2 separate regions of the Gossypium hirsutum genome follow, and region 1 is linked to region 2. A link is a contact called in public Hi-C data. All regions are on one chromosome and are shown on one strand. The core of a region is the stretch at or near the end of the contact, and the rest is flanking DNA. Distances in the headings are between cores, read along the strand shown.

Region 1 (4,761 bases), core at 1,110-3,609, 110 kb after region 2:
AAAAAAATTTGGCTCATATTTTAATTTCCTTTTTCGATGAAAATAATAATAATAAATCTTAAAATGATTAGTTTTCATAGATCATAAAACGGACATGACAGATACCTTAAGTACACTAAAAAAATATTACTTTCATTTTTCAAGCATTGTATAATATATATTAGTAAATGTTAACCAACTTCATTGTTATAAAATATGTTATGAGCTTAAAAATAAATTTAAAAAAAAAATCATAGTTACTTACATTTACCATTAAACTATATCCAAATTCTCATATTGATTTAAAAGGTTTAGTATTAAACATTATACAGATTATTAATTGTCTCAATTTATTTAAAAATAATACCAGCCAATAAAAACGTAATAATGGCACATTATTATTAAACATACATTGTTTTTTATAAAATGAGACAAAATTAATAGTTTAAATATCATTTCTAACGAAAAATACTTTACATACTAATTTGAAAATCATGATGTAATTTATGGGCCAATTTACTAATAAATTAAAATTTTATTATTAAAATTATCTTAAATAATTTAAATATAAATTATTGTTATAAAAAATAAAGAATTATAAATCACATCAACTTATAATTTTTTGTACAAATAGACTAATAGAATTGATATATGCAAAGAAAGGTATATATTCTCATGTATTCTTAAAAATTCACCACTGACACTTTGATCATGTTAGCAAAAGTTGGTATTGAAATTTTGAAGGTCAAAGTCCAAGTCTCATTGTGTATAACTCATTTATAAATTCTCCTCTAAATTTATTTTGATTAGTTAATTTGTACTAAATTATTAAATTTTATTGTTATTTTCTTACAAAAAAAATTTAATATAAGGATAGATACCAAAACTATACATGAACTATGGTTTAATGTGCAAGTGTATACATGAACTTTGATTTTGTGCAATTTTATCCATGAAATTTTAATTTGATCCAATTCTTATAAATTATTAACACAATTATTGATATAATATCATTTTATGTTTACATATTACATACATAAATAATTATATTTATCAAATATAAAAATAAATTAATATATTTATTTATTTAAATGTATATGATTAAATCAAAATTGATGTATAATTTTAAATTTTAACCTTCTAATGTATAATCAAATTAAGCAACGTGCGGTAATAGTCTTAGGAAGATAATATCAAAATACACTCTCCAATTACATAAAATTGGTCTTAAATAACACCTTTCCAATAAGGCACCTTTACAATGAGAATCCAACCATGAAAAATGTACGTAACCTAGGTCCATTAATTACTTCTTTGCACCAATATCCTTTTCTTCTCTTCCTTACCCAAACTTTATATCAAAAAATATAATCCCAAAATTCTTAAAAAATACAAATGTAATTGAAATATTTACTTGGGAAAGCCTTTTATATGAATTAAAAATATTATCACATCAATATAAGTGTGTGTTCAATAAATAATTAAACAAAGGTATGAAATTAATAATAATAACAACATGTATGTAATATGTGTGAAATTTAAACACATAAATACATCAGATAAACAATAGTAAATACATTACGATTATTTATCATAGTTTTGTCATCAATTATGAGTTAGCATTGAGTTGACTTGTAATACCAACTCAATTAACAACATTATTATAAATTGTGCATATGAAAATAGAAATGTATAAAATACATTAAAATGAAGTTTTGTTTGATTGGTAAATTTAAGGTTTTACTAATTTAATTGGCATGACCATATGTATATTTTTATTGGTTATTTTTAAAATAAAAATATTAATATACTCTCAAATAGTTTAACTATAGAAATGGTATTTACGTAATTTTACTAACCAAGTTGATGACCTAATTGAAGGTTTAATAAATCGTATATATATACAACTAACACAGGTAATAAATTGTGCATGTTAAAATTGAAATGTATAAAGCACATTAAAATAACATTTTTGTTAAAGTGATAAATTTAGAGATTTACTATTTCAATTGATGCAAATTTAAATCTCTATATTTTTATTAGTTTTTGTTAAAATGAAAAAACTAACATACTCTCAAATAGTATTAACTTATTTTATCTATAAAAATATATTTTTTATAATTTTAATAATTAAATTAATGATTCAATTAAGAATAACATCAACATAATAAAATAAATGATATAATACATGTAAACACTCCAAAATGTTGATGGAACTTGTAAAAGAAATTTGCAAATCCAATAAAGGCATAGGTTTTTTTTTTTTTTTTGGTTTCCATTGGCATGCATGGCCAACATATCACTTTCTAGGCTTGTGAGTACATAACTTCCCCAAACTCATACATATTCACAAACAGCATCTCTGGGGCCACTCTGTTTTGTCATTTGCTTTGACTTAGATATCATAATTTCTCATTCGCATAATTTGCAATAATTTCTTTCCTCAGAATCATAATGCTTAAGAATCAAAGTATTCTCATACTACCCTTTCATACATATACTGTTTATTTTCTCAACTATTCTATAGTCGTTTACAATAACAAGTATCAATTAGGGAAAAATAAAACTGGGAATCAGATGTAAACATGAAGAAAAAGAAAGCTAGGGATTGATTGGAAGCATGCAACAAATAACCATCTGTATACTTAAAAAATTAAAAATAATTTGACAAATTATAGAAAAACACCCCCAGGATACGAACATAACGTGTCTAATAAGCATGACACGACATGATTGAAAACATGCTTGATGAACATGATATGAAATATGCAGAGAGAAAATTCCCCATGCTTCTATTGTGGAGTGGTGCAAAAAGAAGACAGTAGGTTGTAGTGTTTATTTTCAAATAAGGGGATTCAATTGAAGAACCCTTTTTCTTTCTTTATGGAATGCTGAGCTAGAAGTCCATGGTTGAGGTTGACCCAGCACCCACCCAAACCACAAAAAAACTCAGCCTTCACGGCTACATATTCTGGGTTCTGACTCGGACTGACAATTGGATAATCACAAATGCATCTCGGTGATGTAATATTCAAAGGGGTGTCACTGATAATTAATACAAAGAAAAAAAGCCAACAATTTCAGGAAAAATATATATTATGACAGGATTGCAATAACGGCCTTTTAAGATGGTCATCAATGCATTAAACACAAGAAAATTTTTATCACAAGGATTCTGCTAGTAAGGAAGTGGCCTTGTCTTGCAAAACTTTCCATGCTGCATTCACGTGCTTCTCTTCAGTCAATGGGGCGCCTACTGCAAATCTTAGTATGTATTTACCTGATAAAACCTGCAGTCATCATAACTGATTGATAGATAGTGTGCCTTCCACGTTAAACAAAGACATAAATCCATTTCCCCTTTTTTTCATTATTCCTTTAATATTTCTCGAGAAAGATGTATATTGCAGATTTGAATATATATATATATATATATACTGTAGATGGGCAAGCTTACCGTGTGAGATATGAAGGCACTCCCTGTGGAGTTTACAGCATCTAAAAGTTGATGGTTCAATTTGTTACCATGAGATTCATCGTTGCGAACCGGCAGAAGGCGGAAACAAACTAATGAAAATATCCTGGGGGTGACAACCTGCGCAAATGAATTAAAGCATGTGATCCATCACTAACGTTGCATTTTTGTTTCATTTTTATTAACCAACTTTTGCATGGAAAATGAAAAATCAATGACATAAACTCCCTACGCTGAAGGACCAAGCTATCTTCTGTCTGTTAGCTTGTATTAAACATGCAAAAAAGAGAAAAAAGGACACCAAGATATCATGCCAAAATCAACTTAAAACTAGTTTCCAATTTCAGCATTATATACAGGATTATCAGATCAGATTGGCGGTCCAATTTCCAGAAAGCATTGGGAAGCATTTTGTCAGTCTCACATTGTCAGCCTAATTATAATATTCATGAGCTTCGTGTCCAATGAAGAGGCAATAATTTGCAAGCATCAACAATTGTTAACAGAGCCATCTGTACATCCAGTTGTCCAATGCTTTAGGGTGATTTTATTTTCAGTATCTGCTCATTATTAATATTATGAAGATCTTTCTTTAAAACATCAGATGGTGCTCATAGGGGATAGAGCCATGGTACAAAGCACATGCTTTGACACTCTGGTTTAAGATAAAAAAATGGTGTTGCATGATTCATCTAGAATATAAAAAATGAACGGTTTGACCATTCCATTTAAGATTTGCCCATTAGCATATATACTGTTTCCAGTCATGGTGACTACTTTCAGGCATGCAAATGCCAAATATTTTAAAATGGTCCATCTATAGCATAAAACATCAACTGTTTGATCATTTGATTTAAACTTTGCTCATTAGCCTATCATTTCCAGTCGCAATGACTATATTCATGTATGTATCCTCAAGGGGTTGTTAAGATCTACATCAATTATATAATAGAAAATAGAAAACTCAAGAATTTTAAGTGAGTCTTAGTTTTATAGAAGAAAGGCAGAAACAAAAACCAAAAAGCTTGTATGGCCAATCAACCAACTTCATAAAGAGCACACCAACCTCAAATCTTGGGTCTTGAGCAATCAGGTTCTCAAAATGTTTGGCCAACTTGATATGACTTCTTATATAGCATTGCAGGTTTTCCAAGCCATACAGTCGTAATACCATCCATAGTTTCAGTGATCTGGAGGCAAGCAATGGATTAGTTGGGGGAAATTTCTTGTTGATTATATAAATAAAGTTATTCCGTTAATTTAATAGTTTTTATTGAGAAAAAGAAATACATAATTTGTTAGCAAAA
Region 2 (5,002 bases), core at 370-2,869:
ATCTTCAAGCAATGGCTCCTGAAGGTCGGAGTTTCTATACAATTCTATACCGGTTGCACCTCTAATTGCAACAAAGCAAAGAAATGCAAGAGCGGGTGTTACAACAAATTTGGCGACAACATGGGAAGTCAAGTGGTTCGAACCATACACTAAAAGTGATTTTCCATCGACATACAAGGTACAGATGCAAATCACAAAAGAAATAAACCACCATACCCTCAACAACAATGGGAATTTCTCGAGCACCTTAAACTTACAATGAAGAGCTAAAAAACTCAATACAAACCAAGCTAAACCTTGAACAGCAGGCAAGGCAATAACAGACCAAACCACAACCTTCCCATCAACAGCCTCTCTTATCAAACCAAATCCATCAAATCCCAGCACCACAACTTGCACAAGCAGCACATAGAAACTACAACATACAGAGAATTTAAACCCAGTGCCGACAACAACATCTCCAACTTCAGCATCACCACTAATGCTTCTCCTAATTGGGCTTGAATTCCCAACAGAATCATCCTTAAGAAATCGAGTTCGACCGACACAGACAAGTATTTTCCTTGCAGATATTGTGAAAAGGAACACCAGGAGAAGTGTGAGATCGATGCAAATGGAGGATAGTTCCAAAATGGGCAAACCTTGCATCGTCCCCGCAAGGGAAAAATGTGGTTGTTGTCCGGCGGATGCTGGTGAAGAAGAAGAATGAGTCGCAATGCTATTGAGCAAACGAGTGAATCCCATTGTTGAAAAGGGTGAGTTTCGTGTGAAAGAGAGACCCAAAAAACAAGCTGAGTAGGCGGCTTTGTCGATGATGTCGATGAATCAAGTACGAAGTGAGATCAAATCGTGTGAAGAAGGGCATCTCACCAACTGAAAGCAATGAAAGAGGCAAAACCACAACAACAAAAGGGTTATTTAGAGATAGAATCTACAGACTTACACATGAAAACAAATAGATTCTTTATAACACGGATAACGAAGACTGAAAACACAAACAGAAATGATTCCTTTTATTTCCACAAACTCATAGACACACACACTCTCTCTCTCTTTCGTGTCTCTCTATATGAGATATCTGGTGGAGAGACCCGAAGGAGACAAATAAAGGGACCAAAAATCAAAAGCAAAAAAAGAAAAGAAAAGAAATGAAAGAAAAAAACCCATATCTGAAACAAAAATATTAAATAAAACTGAACCTGGGTTTTTGTCCTCTGATCAACCTGAACAAGATGTCCCGACTCTCTCCTCTTTTTATTCCCAAAAAAGAAACAAACCCTTTTTTTGTGATATACAAAAGGAGTACCACTCCTACACCAGCATTCCAAAATACAGACGAATCGTCTTTGAATTGAATTAGATGCTGAGCAGCCTAAACCCAATAAGCCTATAAGCATGTAGAACGTAAACAAGCAAAGAAAAAGAAATATAAAACCTATATGAAATGTGTGTGTTAATATATAATATATGAAGAGAAAGAGAGAGAGAGAAATGGTTCCAGTGTCTCCCTCTTTTTTAAAGAGAAAATGTCGTGTTTTTTTATCTTTAAGCTCTGCAAAAAAGTCGTAATCGCCGTGTGTGAAAGTATGGGAGGTCTCTTTCTACAAAAATGAAGGATCTGTTTTAGTTATTAAGGCTTCTAATTTCTAGTTTTGTTGTTTTTACAAATTAATATATAATAATTAATAATTAATTGATTATAAAAAATGCCCACATTTTGATGTGTTGATGAGATCATGAAAAGGTTCTTCTCCTATAATGTCTTAATAAAGAAAACATTACTCATTAGATCATCTTTTTCTTTTCACCGTTACTCTGTGTTTTTGAGAAATTAACATAAAAAATAAAGGGGTTTTTGTTTGTTTCCACTTTTTCATTTGTGTTTGAGGTGGTGATGTGGTGGCAATGGCGGTGGGGCTGGTTTCATTTTTAAATCTCATTTTTATTTTATTTTATTTTATTTTGGATAAATTTTAAAGTTAATATATAATTTTATATGTAATACTTTATTTAATTCAATTCTTACCAAATATAATTATTGATATAACATCATTTTATACTTATATATTATCAAAATATAATAAATTAATGTATTTATTTTTTCAAATATATATGATTGAATCAAAATTAAAGTTTTATGTATACTTGAACTAGATTCAAAATTTCATATATATAATTGCTCCAAATTAAAATTTATGTATCAAATTACATATTGAATTAAAATTTATGTATAATTTTGAGATTTATCTTTTTAATTTTTATAACGATTTTTATCAATTTGACTTTTATTCTTTTTTCAAGTTAAATTTGGTCATCAAATTTTTTTAAAAAATCAAAATTGACTATTAATCTTCTTTTTTAAAGAGTTGTTATAGTTATATATGCTATGAATTTTAGTCTATAAATAGACCTTAGTTACTCTAGATTTTACACAATAAAAATAATTTAGATTGAGAAAATTTTGTTATGGTGATTCGGATTTTTCTTTTAATTCTCTCCATCTTTTGTACTATCTTTTTATTTGTTGTTTTTTATTCTCACATAAAATTTACATGATTGACATTTTCGATCCTTATTTTATTCACTTCGTTGATTGTTTAATCGGGTCTATCCCCTACAATTATAATGCCTTAAATTATTTAAAATTACAATCAAATCAATTATTAATAAAATAATTAAGGTTCCCGCATCGATCTCAAAATTCTTAAAATCAGGAGTTTAGGACTAAATTATTTGATTGGAATGGGATTGATCATCATCTTTGGCTTAGAATCAAAGAGTTTTCCTAGGATTAACGAGCAAGAAAAGGAGGCTTTGGGGGGTAATGATGCTTTAAATTTCTAAATTAAAGTAAAAAAAACAAAGATTATTACCCAACTCCGCTCCCCACTTAAGCAGTCGAGTCGGGTACATGGGACCAAACTGTAAACCTTAGCGTCCTTTTTTCTGCCACACACCACTTTTCGCATTTCCTTTGGCAGTTTCCTAAGGAAAAGAGAATGATGAAAAAAAGTTTTTGTTTGTTTCTCAGGAAAATAGCACATGTGGTGGATTCTGGAAGGGCTTGTCTTCACCCTTCATTTCATCACATTTTCTTTTTAAGAATTTAATATAAATAAATAAATTATTTTCTCTTTCTCATTTTGCTAAAAGTTAGCATTTAGCACGGTAGTTTTAGTTTACTCTAAACCAAAAAAAGTAAATGTCATTACTCTTTAATTTAATGATTTTGGCATAAATAAGCTTTGGTTTTGAAATTCACTTTTAAATTTTAATAATTTTAAATATAAAGCAAAAATATGATTATTTAATATATATATATATATATAATACTTTAAACACAATTAATACCAAGTATACTGGTAATATATTTTTTTATTCTATAAGCAATTTTAAAGAATTATTATATATCTCTTTTTTTTTCAAAATACTTTTTAATATTAAATTATACTCTTATAGAGCACTTGTCAACCCTTAACTGTGCTTGAGGAGTCTAAAAAGTTCAGTGGCAATGTACCATTGTAATTACACAATGATAGCATGTTTGGATAACCATTGTAATTAATGAGTCTCACCGAATTTGGTGTAATTGAAGTATCCTAATTACACTTTTCAATTCTTAAGAGTTTGTGAGAATTGGAGTAATTACGTAACAAATTTAATTTTAAAAAAATTATTTTTATACAAGTTATAAAAAAATTATACTATAAGTAGGAACATTTATAAATGTTTGGGATGGTTATGATAAAAAAATTCTTATATTATAAAAATAATTTGTGTAGCTTAAAAAATTCTAAAGTTCGGGTCTAAAATAATATATTTATTTATAAAAAAAATTATGACAATTTGTTTATTTGTCCATGTTATATATTATAAAATAATATACTTATTCATAAAAAAGAATGTTATAGTTTTTAACCATAACTTATTTATAAAATGTAAACTTTTTAAAGTTATGGCAAAAAATATATTATTTATAAGAAGTATTGTGAACGTGTTGGACAAATTATAAAACTTTTTTTATATATTATAAATTTTATATTATTTTTTACTTAATTTACGTATTATAAAAATGGATATAACTTTAAGTCTTTCTTCTAATTAAGTTTATATAAGTTTTTATTATTAAAGTTATAGACTATTTGGAGTAAGAACTTAAATATTGTAAGGTCAATGTTAATTATGCAAATAGAAAAAATTTTCTTGCACGATATCGTGGGGTGTGATACCATTTGAGAGAATGGAGCCACACACAAACACCATAGACAGCTCACGAACTATTTTTGTTTTTTTTATCTAATATTTCTCATATTAACAACATTACTTAGTATAACATAATAAATAAGGTTGGACCATACTTGAATCATAGGTGAAATTGAGATGATTTATACTTCAAAGAATACATGGAAGAAGAAGATCTTGATAATCTTAATGATGCATATTCAAATTCAGATGATGAAGATGAAATTGGTCAACGACCAACAAGTGACGATAAGGAGCATATGTTAAATATTAAATAGGGAATAATCAAACGAATATGTACTAGAATAATTAGATAAAATTGTATATGATTTTTATTTTTCTTATTATTTTTATTAGTAATCGTATTTTATCAACTACTTTTTTGGACTAACATAACACATATGGTTATTTGATTTTATTTTTTTGTTGCTTGTTTAGAAATTATTTTTTATCACACTATTTATTTTTATAGTAATTAATATCTTTTAAAAATGTAAATTATATAACTGTGTAATTACAATCTGTACTACCAAACATGACATAGGAAATTATAATGTAATTACACTCTATCATCTAAACATGTCCAGGAAATTATAATTCTTTGTAATTATAATAGAGTGTTTTTATTCAATTACTCTATGCTATCCAAACATACCCTAAACTAAATTAGCCAAAATTGTTGTCATTCAAGTATGGAGTATTAGCTAACTTGCAACACATTTTTGATGGGATTTAGACATCTCCTGGGTTGAATTGTCTT

What was found. Hi-C and Micro-C count contacts between places; a contact is called where the count stands out from the background.
Region 1: a Hi-C map of leaf shows a contact between it and region 2, with 7 times the contacts expected there. The contact joins the enhancer-like site here to the promoter of LOC121203108 in region 2. A contact is called at or near these places in 19 of 34 Hi-C or Micro-C datasets (anther, callus, fibers and 4 more).

Annotation. Positions count from the first base shown.
Region 1 is chrA07:41,555,167-41,559,927 of Gossypium_hirsutum_v2.1, forward strand. It overlaps LOC121232334 (phenylacetaldehyde synthase), which reads right to left. Exons shown (of 13, transcript XM_041118093.1): 11 at 4,521-4,644; 12 at 3,437-3,574; 13 at 2,814-3,259. The coding sequence ends at 3,245. Among protein-coding and RNA genes, the nearest start is that of LOC121232333, 9.3 kb to the left of the region's middle. Within about 2 kb of position 2,360, at least 5 of the 9 cell types and tissues checked have an H3K27ac peak or open chromatin away from gene starts, as enhancers often do. A contact at or near this core is called in fibers, hypocotyl and leaf, where this site is marked.
Region 2 is chrA07:41,449,907-41,454,908 of Gossypium_hirsutum_v2.1, forward strand. It overlaps LOC121203108 (ABC transporter C family member 5), which reads right to left and starts at 1,620. Exons shown (of 13, transcript XR_001698897.2): 1 at 1,200-1,620; 2 at 1-873.